2 separate regions of the Ovis aries genome follow, and region 1 is linked to region 2. The links are chromatin contacts, called in public Hi-C maps. All regions are on one chromosome and are shown on one strand. The core of a region is the stretch at or near the end of the contact, and the rest is flanking DNA. Distances in the headings are between cores, read along the strand shown. Region 1 has its middle 25 kb from the start of TRNAS-GGA. Region 2 holds the start of SMAD6 (SMAD family member 6).

Region 1 (3,546 bases), core at 620-3,119, 130 kb after region 2:
CTCCCAACGTCCCTTAAGGTAACATCTAACCTCCCTGCCATGGCCCCTAAGACCCTTTATGATCTAATCCTGATCACCTCTCTAGTCTTACCACACATGTTGTGAGCTCTACAGCCAGACAGCATTGCTCTGGCATCCTGTCTTTTCCAGGGACTTGTCCTAAGGTCAGAGTGAAAGGTGAGAGATGTGCTAAGTCCAAATGACCCTTGAAAATTCCTTAAATGCCCATAGGTACAGTATCCAGACCTAGAACTTCTCAGTGAGAAAAGCACAAAACAGGTTTCCTCCAGTGTAGGAAAAGGTGGCTATATCTTCACTTGAGCATCAGATAACATAGCTGGCTTATGTTTACGGGCCTCATGAGACCCAAAATATGTGTCTTTTATTAGTTTCACATTCAAAATTAAACATTCATTGATTCTCCTTCTGTACTCCCAGTTCTTATAACATGCGCTGCCTCTTACCTCCAAGCCTTTGCACATGCTGTTCCTTCCACCACCCTACCCTTCCTGTCACCAGCTCCACTTGGCCTGGCCAATCCTCATTCCTCTTTCAAACCTCTGTGCAAGTGGCACTTCCTCAGGGAAGCCTTCCCTAACTACCCAGCCCCCTCTTTTCTGGGCAAGCAGAGTACCCTGAAACTCCTCTGTTCTGTCCCAGCACACCTCCCATTATACAGTCAGCCCTCCCCCTATCTGTGGCGTGTCCATCTGCAATTCAATCAACCCTGAATGGAAAGTATTTGGGAAGAAAACCCAGAAAGTTCTAAAAAGCAAAACTTGAATTTGGTGCTGGCTGGGCAACTATTTACATAGCATTTACATTATATTTACAACTATTTACATGTCATTTACTCAGCATTGCATTAGGTACTATAAGTAATCTAGAGATGACTTAAAGAAGACAGGAGGATGGAGGAGGAAATGGCAGCCAGCTCCAGTATTCTTGCCTGGGAAATCCCATGGACAGAGAAGTCTGGCTGGCTACAGTCCGTGGGGTGGCAAAAGACTTCAGTTCAGTTCAGTTGCTCAGTCGTGTCCGACTCCTTGTGACCCCTTGAATCGCAGCTCGCCAGGCCTCCCTGTCCATCACCAACTCCCGGAGTTCACTCAGACTCAGGTCCATCGAGTCAGTGATGCCATCCAGCCATCTCATCCTCTGTCCTCCCCTTCTTCTCCTGCCCCTAATCCCTCCCAGCATCAGAGTCTTTTCCAGTGAGTCAACTCTTCGAATGAGGTGTCCGAAGTACTGGAGTTTCAGCTTTAGCATCATTATGGCTAAACAACAATACCGGAAGATGCCGGTTTGTTATACGTAAATACTATCCTACCTTAAATAAGGCACTTAAGCACCTCTGGATTTTGGTAACAGCGGGGATTCTGGAACCCACGCCCCGGCCTCCCCAGGGTGCGATGATTGTACATTTCTGCATGGCGGCTTGTGGGTCTTTCCTACCAAGGTCTTCCTCTCTTCTCTTTAATGCTAGATCCCCGGCGCCCAGCACAGAATTGGGCGGACAAGTGGTGCCCACTACGCGCTCATGGAATGAACTGGCCCATGAGGGAACTGTGGCCGCGGTGAGGGATTCCTTTGCCTGCATCCGCCAGCATCCTGGGGAGGGCAGGAAGGGGCCAGGGAGCGCTGCGGGGGCCTCTCCGCCCCGTCGTCCTCCCAGACCCTTTCCCTGCCCAACAGGGCGCCACTGGCCTGTCCCACACCCTCTCTGCCGCCTGCCCAGTGACCTAATTATTGTTTTTGCTTCCAGCCCCGCGGAGGGGAAAACAGAAATTCCTGGTGGATGACACAGGCCCGGCGGCCGCCTGAGAGCCGAGCACGGGACCGGCTGGGCCGGCTTCGCCCGCCCTGAACCCGCCGCCCGCCCCGCCACCAGGGCCGCGGGAACCCGTCATCAGCCTAAGTACAGAGCGGGCGGCGGGGCGGGCGGCCGGGAAATTGCCGGTTCCCGCTGACCCGCGGGGCCTGCGGGCGCCCGGAGTCTGGGGGCCCGGGGCGGGCAGGCAGGGGGAGCCTGGGGGGCACGAGTGAGCATCCCGGCTGGGCTGGCGCGTCCTCGCCGTCCGCCACCCGGCCGCCCCGGGAGGGGGAAGGATGGGGATCGCAGGGGCCGCGCTCGGGCCCCAGCGGGTGGCGGGAGGCGCCGGCGCGGGGGCGGGAGGGGAGGAATTCGGGCGGCTAGGCCCTGGGTGCGGCCCGGCGCGAGGCCAGGGCCCCGTGTCGCACAGCGCAACCCAGAGTGTGCGCTGCGAGCGCTTGTGTGTGGGGGCGGGGTGTTGCCACCCCTTCCCTTTCTGGTCGCTAACCCCCACTCTTACAAGGAACTCGGCTCACGGCCAGACTCATGGGGTCGTGCATTCCCACCCCGATGACTGCTTCATTTGCCGTGTGTCATCTGTGGGCCCTTGATGCTGGAGGGAGCCTCAGTTCCCCCATCTGTGAAATGGGTTAACAACTAGGGATGGCTGCGAGGTGCGTGGTTGCACCCTCTTCTCTCCGCCTAGCAGATAAGAGCTGCTCCACTTTCTTTCGATTGTTAGGGGACAAAGCACTCGGTCTCTCAGAGCCTTCTCTCAACTAATAGGAATTGAACTCCTACCCTGTGCCAAGTGGTCTTAGGCTTTGGGGTTATAATGATGAGCAAGAGGGAGAAAATTTTACATTCTCAGAGGAGAAAAACAACAAGTAAATAATACATGGACATTCACATCAGATAAGATAATCCTTCGGGTGGTGACAGGTGCTACTATAAAGGGCTTCAGAGGGTGAGAAGAACTGTTCTGTTTAGGCTCAGTGGTCCTGGAACGAATGTCTTCGTGAGCAACTGCCCTTTGAGCTGAGATCTGAGTGAAGAGTGAGGTACTTATCTGTGGGAAGGCTTTTTGGATAAAGCAAACAGCGGGTACCAAGGCCGGGACTCCCCTACTCACTCCTTGTTGGCAGAATCCACCTCTCAGGTTCCTGGGCTCCCGAAGCATAAAGTCACTCCCTTTTGTCCCTCAGTCCGCAGGCAGGAAGCATAAAGAACAGATCTGGAGTCCGACAGACCTAGTTTTAAATCCTGGCCCCACTACTCACAGCTGTGTGACTTTGCATAAGTCACTTAACGTCTCTGAGCGGTAGTTCTTCCATCTGTCAAATAAGGAGAAAAATGGTGCCTTCTTTACAGGCTTGCGTGCGGGGTCAGTGAGGTAACCCTGACATGTGGCAAGCCCAGGCTTGGGTGTACCTATGTGCTTGAATGAATGATCTGTGGGATCCCTAGAAAAACCTCAGTTTTCTTCATCTGAAAATTGGATCTTTCTCTGACTTGGGCTGGTCTTTTCCTGGTCTTGGTGGTAATGGGGAGATGTGGTAAAATTGTGAGCGGCATGGGCAAACTCTTGGGGACAGTGCCTAGCTGCGGTCTGGTGTTGGTCACCTTCTGAGACTCAGAGCCTTGTTTTCAGAGAGAGAAGCCAACCACAGCTCCCCCACCCACATTATCCAAAGCGTACCCAGGCATTCAGTGGGGTTCAGAGAGGAAACCTC
Region 2 (3,725 bases), core at 259-2,758:
ACAGCTATTCTGTCTTGGCTAACGCAGAAGGGGATGCGGGTGAGGAAGCTTCTAAGCCCGACCCTCCATTCGCCAGAGTAACCGCCTCTCCCAGAGGGCGCAGACTGAACAGTACCTGGTCCAGGTAAAGCTCAGCAAAGGGTGAGCCCATCCGGCAAACACTGCCCTCCCCCCAGCGCACACTTAAGTCGGGGCGGCCCCGGGGACTCGCACTGCGGTTGCCTCACACGGCCAGCCCCACACGTGGGAACCCACACGAGAACCGCGCGCCGGCGCCCCCTTCGCCCCCGCGGGGGAATGGCGCCCAGCCTCGGGCCAATGAGAGTAGCGGAATTTATTTCATTCAGTGCGGGGCCGGGCTCTTGCCCGGAAAGGGGCGGGGCGCCACGCCGGGGGCGGTGCCGCCGCGCGCCCGGGAGAGGGCGGCGCCCGCCCCGTGGCCGGGCCAATCGGCGCCGCGCCCGGAGAGGGAGGGGGGACCAGGCCTTTTTTCCCTCCGCGCGGGGCCAATCCCGACTTTACAAGCTTGAACTTTTGCCACCCTCGGACGAGAGAGCGCGCCCGAGGAGGTACCCCGCCGCGCCGGCTCCAGGGGCAAGAGCGGCCTTAACCCTTCCCGCGCCAGGCGGTCCGCTGCTGCCACCGCGCCCCCACCAGCTTGCCCGGGATCAGAAGGGATCTGGCCCCCAACCCACCCCCATTTCCGTGGTGAAACGTCGCTGGGGAAATCACGAGCCCTACCCACACCCCTCTTTGTGGTGCAGAGAATAAACTGGAGAAGGAAAGCGGGTGGAGAAGTCACCCAGCCTCGAGGGGGCCCGGACGGCTGGCGGCCCGCCTAGCTCTGAGGGAAAGACTTGGCGACCGAAAGGAGCCCGAGAGACGTTCCCCGCCGCCACCCCACCCTCCGTAACTCCTTACCTCGAGCAAGCCTAGAGTCCCTCTGCGTGAGGTATCCCACGCCACCCGACTGGCCCAGCAGACTACCCCCGACTTTGAGCAGGGGTGTGGAAACCTCGTGCTATCACGTTAGATCCCGCCACCCCAACAAATCAGCCGCCCCCTACTGCCAAAAACGTAAGCCAGGAAAGCACACACGCACACCCATTTTTATTAGCCTTCCCTGGGATAGGGGTTTGTACCAATTCTAAAGTGCAACGTGTGTTTGAAGTTTGTGCACAAGCCAAGGAGAGGCCAAGCGCCCCGTTTGCGTCCGAGTCTCAGTGGGTCCACCAAACTCTCGCGCAGCCAGCCTGCCCGTGGTTTGTGTAACCGTGTGTGTGAGTGTGTGCGCGCGCGCGCGCTCGCATCTGTGCCCGCGGCGCACGCGAGCCAGAGAGCCGGCCGTGGGCGCTGTCAGGCCCTGGGCGGGGGAGGGGGGTGGTGCTGGGGCAAGCGTGGGGCGGGGGCCGGGGCTCGGCCCGCCCCGGGAGCCGGCCCCTTGGAGCCTCGGGCCCTGCAATGGGACGTGTTCTCCTTTAAGAGTTAAGAAACTTGAAACCTTGTTTGCGCAACAATCAGCGCCGCGGAGCCGCCAAAGTGTCTAGACTGGCATATGATGGGAGGCAGCCAATGACTCCGCGGCGCTCCTCCGGGGGCCCTCAGTGTGCGTTTGAGGAGAACAAAAAAGAGAGAGAGAGAGCCGAGTGGGGGAGCGAGCGAGGGAGTCGAGCCGAGAGAAAGAGCCGCCGGGCGCTGCCTCGCCAGACCTCGCCGGGACCGCGGGGCCACCGGGAGCCACTTTTTGTGGAGGGGGAGGGGGGCGACCTCTGCAGCCGCAGCGTCCTGGGCGTCCGAATGCGGCGTGGGGCGGGCTATGACCTCTGCCTCGGTGGATTGCATTTTAATTAAGGATTCCCAGCAGCTCTTTGGGATTTTTACAGTTTCCACTCATGTGTTGACACCGCGTTCAGGAGAAATTCGCTCCAAGTGCATCTAGCGCCTGGGACCTGAGACAGAGTTGGCCTTTCGTGCATGCAATTACAGGGATTTTGGTTTTGTTTGGGGTTCTTTTTCTTCCTTTCCTTTTTTTCCCCCCTTTTCTTTTTGCAGGGAGTAAGAAGGAAGCCGAGGGTATCATCAACAAGCCTGCCTTTCGGATCCTGCAGGAAAAACCCATGTAGTGAAGCGCTTGGGTTTTAAAGGCAGGGCTTTCCAGACACATTTGGGGAGTTCAGCTCGAGTGCTTTGTGCTCATGGACCAGCCGCGCAACTTTTGAAGGCTCGCCGGCCCATGCGGGGTCTTTCTGGCGGCGCGCCGCCTGCAGTCCCTCTAAAGCGCCGGGGCTGGAGTTGCTGAGCCTCCCGGCCGCCGGGGTCCATGTAGCCGCGGGCCGGGCGCGGACTGCGGATCGGCGTGCGCGCGTTCCCCGCCGTCCAGCCCTGGCGAGCTCCCTCATGTTGCAGCCTTGCGGTGCCCCTTCGACGACAGGCTGTGCGCGGTTTGCACGGCGCCCTGCGGCAGAGCTTCATGTGGGGCTGCGGCCCGCGCAGCCGGCGCCTCGCTGAGGAAACGGACCCCCGGTAACCGGAGACCGCCTCCCCCCCCCTCCCCCGGCGCCAAAGGATATCGTATGTTCAGGTCCAAACGCTCGGGGCTGGTGCGGCGACTTTGGCGAAGTCGTGTGGTCCCCGACCGGGAGGAAGGCGGCGGCAGCGGCGGCGGCGGTGGCGACGAGGATGGGAGCGTGGGCAGCCGAGCTGAGCCGGCCGCGCGGGCACGAGAAGGCGGAGGCTGTGGCCGCCCCGAAGTCCGCCCGGTAGCCCTGCGGCGGCCCCGGGACGCGGTGGGACAGCGAGGCGCCCAAGGCGCTGGGAGACGCCGGCGCTCAGGGGGCCCCCCGAGGCCCATGTCCGAGCCGGGGGCCGGCTCTGGGGGCTCCTCGCTGGACGTGGGGGAGCCGGGAGGCCAGGGCTGGCTGCCCGAAAGTGACTGCGAGACGGTGACCTGCTGTCTCTTCTCGGAGCGGGACGCCGCCGGAGCTCCCCGAGAAGCCGGCGAACCCCTGGTCGGGGCGGCCCAGGAGCCGGAGGGCGGCGGGCGGAGTCGCGAAGCCCGCTCGCGGCTGCTGCTGCTGGAGCAGGAACTCAAGACGGTCACGTACTCGCTGCTGAAGCGGCTCAAGGAGCGCTCGCTGGACACGCTGCTGGAGGCGGTGGAGTCCCGCGGCGGCGTGCCGGGCGGCTGCGTGCTGGTGCCGCGCGCCGACCTCCGCCTGGGCGGCCAACCCGCGCCGCCGCAGCTGCTGCTCGGACGCCTCTTCCGCTGGCCCGACCTGCAGCACGCCGTGGAGCTCAAGCCCCTGTGCGGCTGCCACAGCTTCGCCGCCGCCGCCGACGGCCCCACCGTGTGCTGCAACCCCTACCATTTCAGCCGGCTCTGCGGGCCAGGTGAGCACGCCGCGCCCTGCGGGTCCTCGCGGTTCCCGTCCAGCCGCCTTCCGTGGCCTTCTCTCTCCCCTTGACTCTCGGGAGGGAGGGCGAAGCTGCGGGTGTTCCCCCGGGTGCCCCGGAGCGTGGGAGTTCCCAATGGAGGCGCCTCATCCTGGCAGCAAAACCGGGTAGTGGGTATGTGGGCGCACACATCAAACGGCAACTCTATCTAAGGCTTCAGCAAACTCAGACTGGCGCCCTGCCGTCCATGGGGTCGCGAAGAGTCGGACACGACTTGGCGACTAAACAAACTCAGAAAGGTGCTCAATGCGCTTTGCTCTGTGCGGCTTCAG

Evidence for each region. Hi-C and Micro-C count contacts between places; a contact is called where the count stands out from the background.
Region 1: a Hi-C map of hypothalamus shows a contact between it and region 2, with 2.4 times the contacts expected there. The contact joins the enhancer-like site here to the promoter of SMAD6 in region 2. A contact is called at or near these places in 8 of 16 Hi-C or Micro-C datasets (hypothalamus, mesenteric adipose tissue, muscle and 4 more).

Annotation. Positions count from the first base shown.
Region 1 is chr7:13,641,717-13,645,262 of ARS-UI_Ramb_v3.0, forward strand. No RefSeq gene overlaps it. Among named protein-coding and RNA genes, the nearest start is that of TRNAS-GGA, 25 kb to the right of the region's middle. Within about 2 kb of position 1,870, at least 28 of the 54 cell types and tissues checked have an H3K27ac peak or open chromatin away from gene starts, as enhancers often do. A contact at or near this core is called in hypothalamus and tail adipose tissue, where this site is marked.
Region 2 is chr7:13,511,518-13,515,242 of ARS-UI_Ramb_v3.0, forward strand. SMAD6 (SMAD family member 6) reads left to right here and starts at 1,509. Exons shown (of 2, transcript XM_042252070.2): 1 at 1,509-3,390. The coding sequence starts at 2,574. It overlaps LOC121819944 (a long non-coding RNA gene), which reads right to left and starts at 1,018. Exons shown (of 3, transcript XR_006060305.2): 1 at 922-1,018.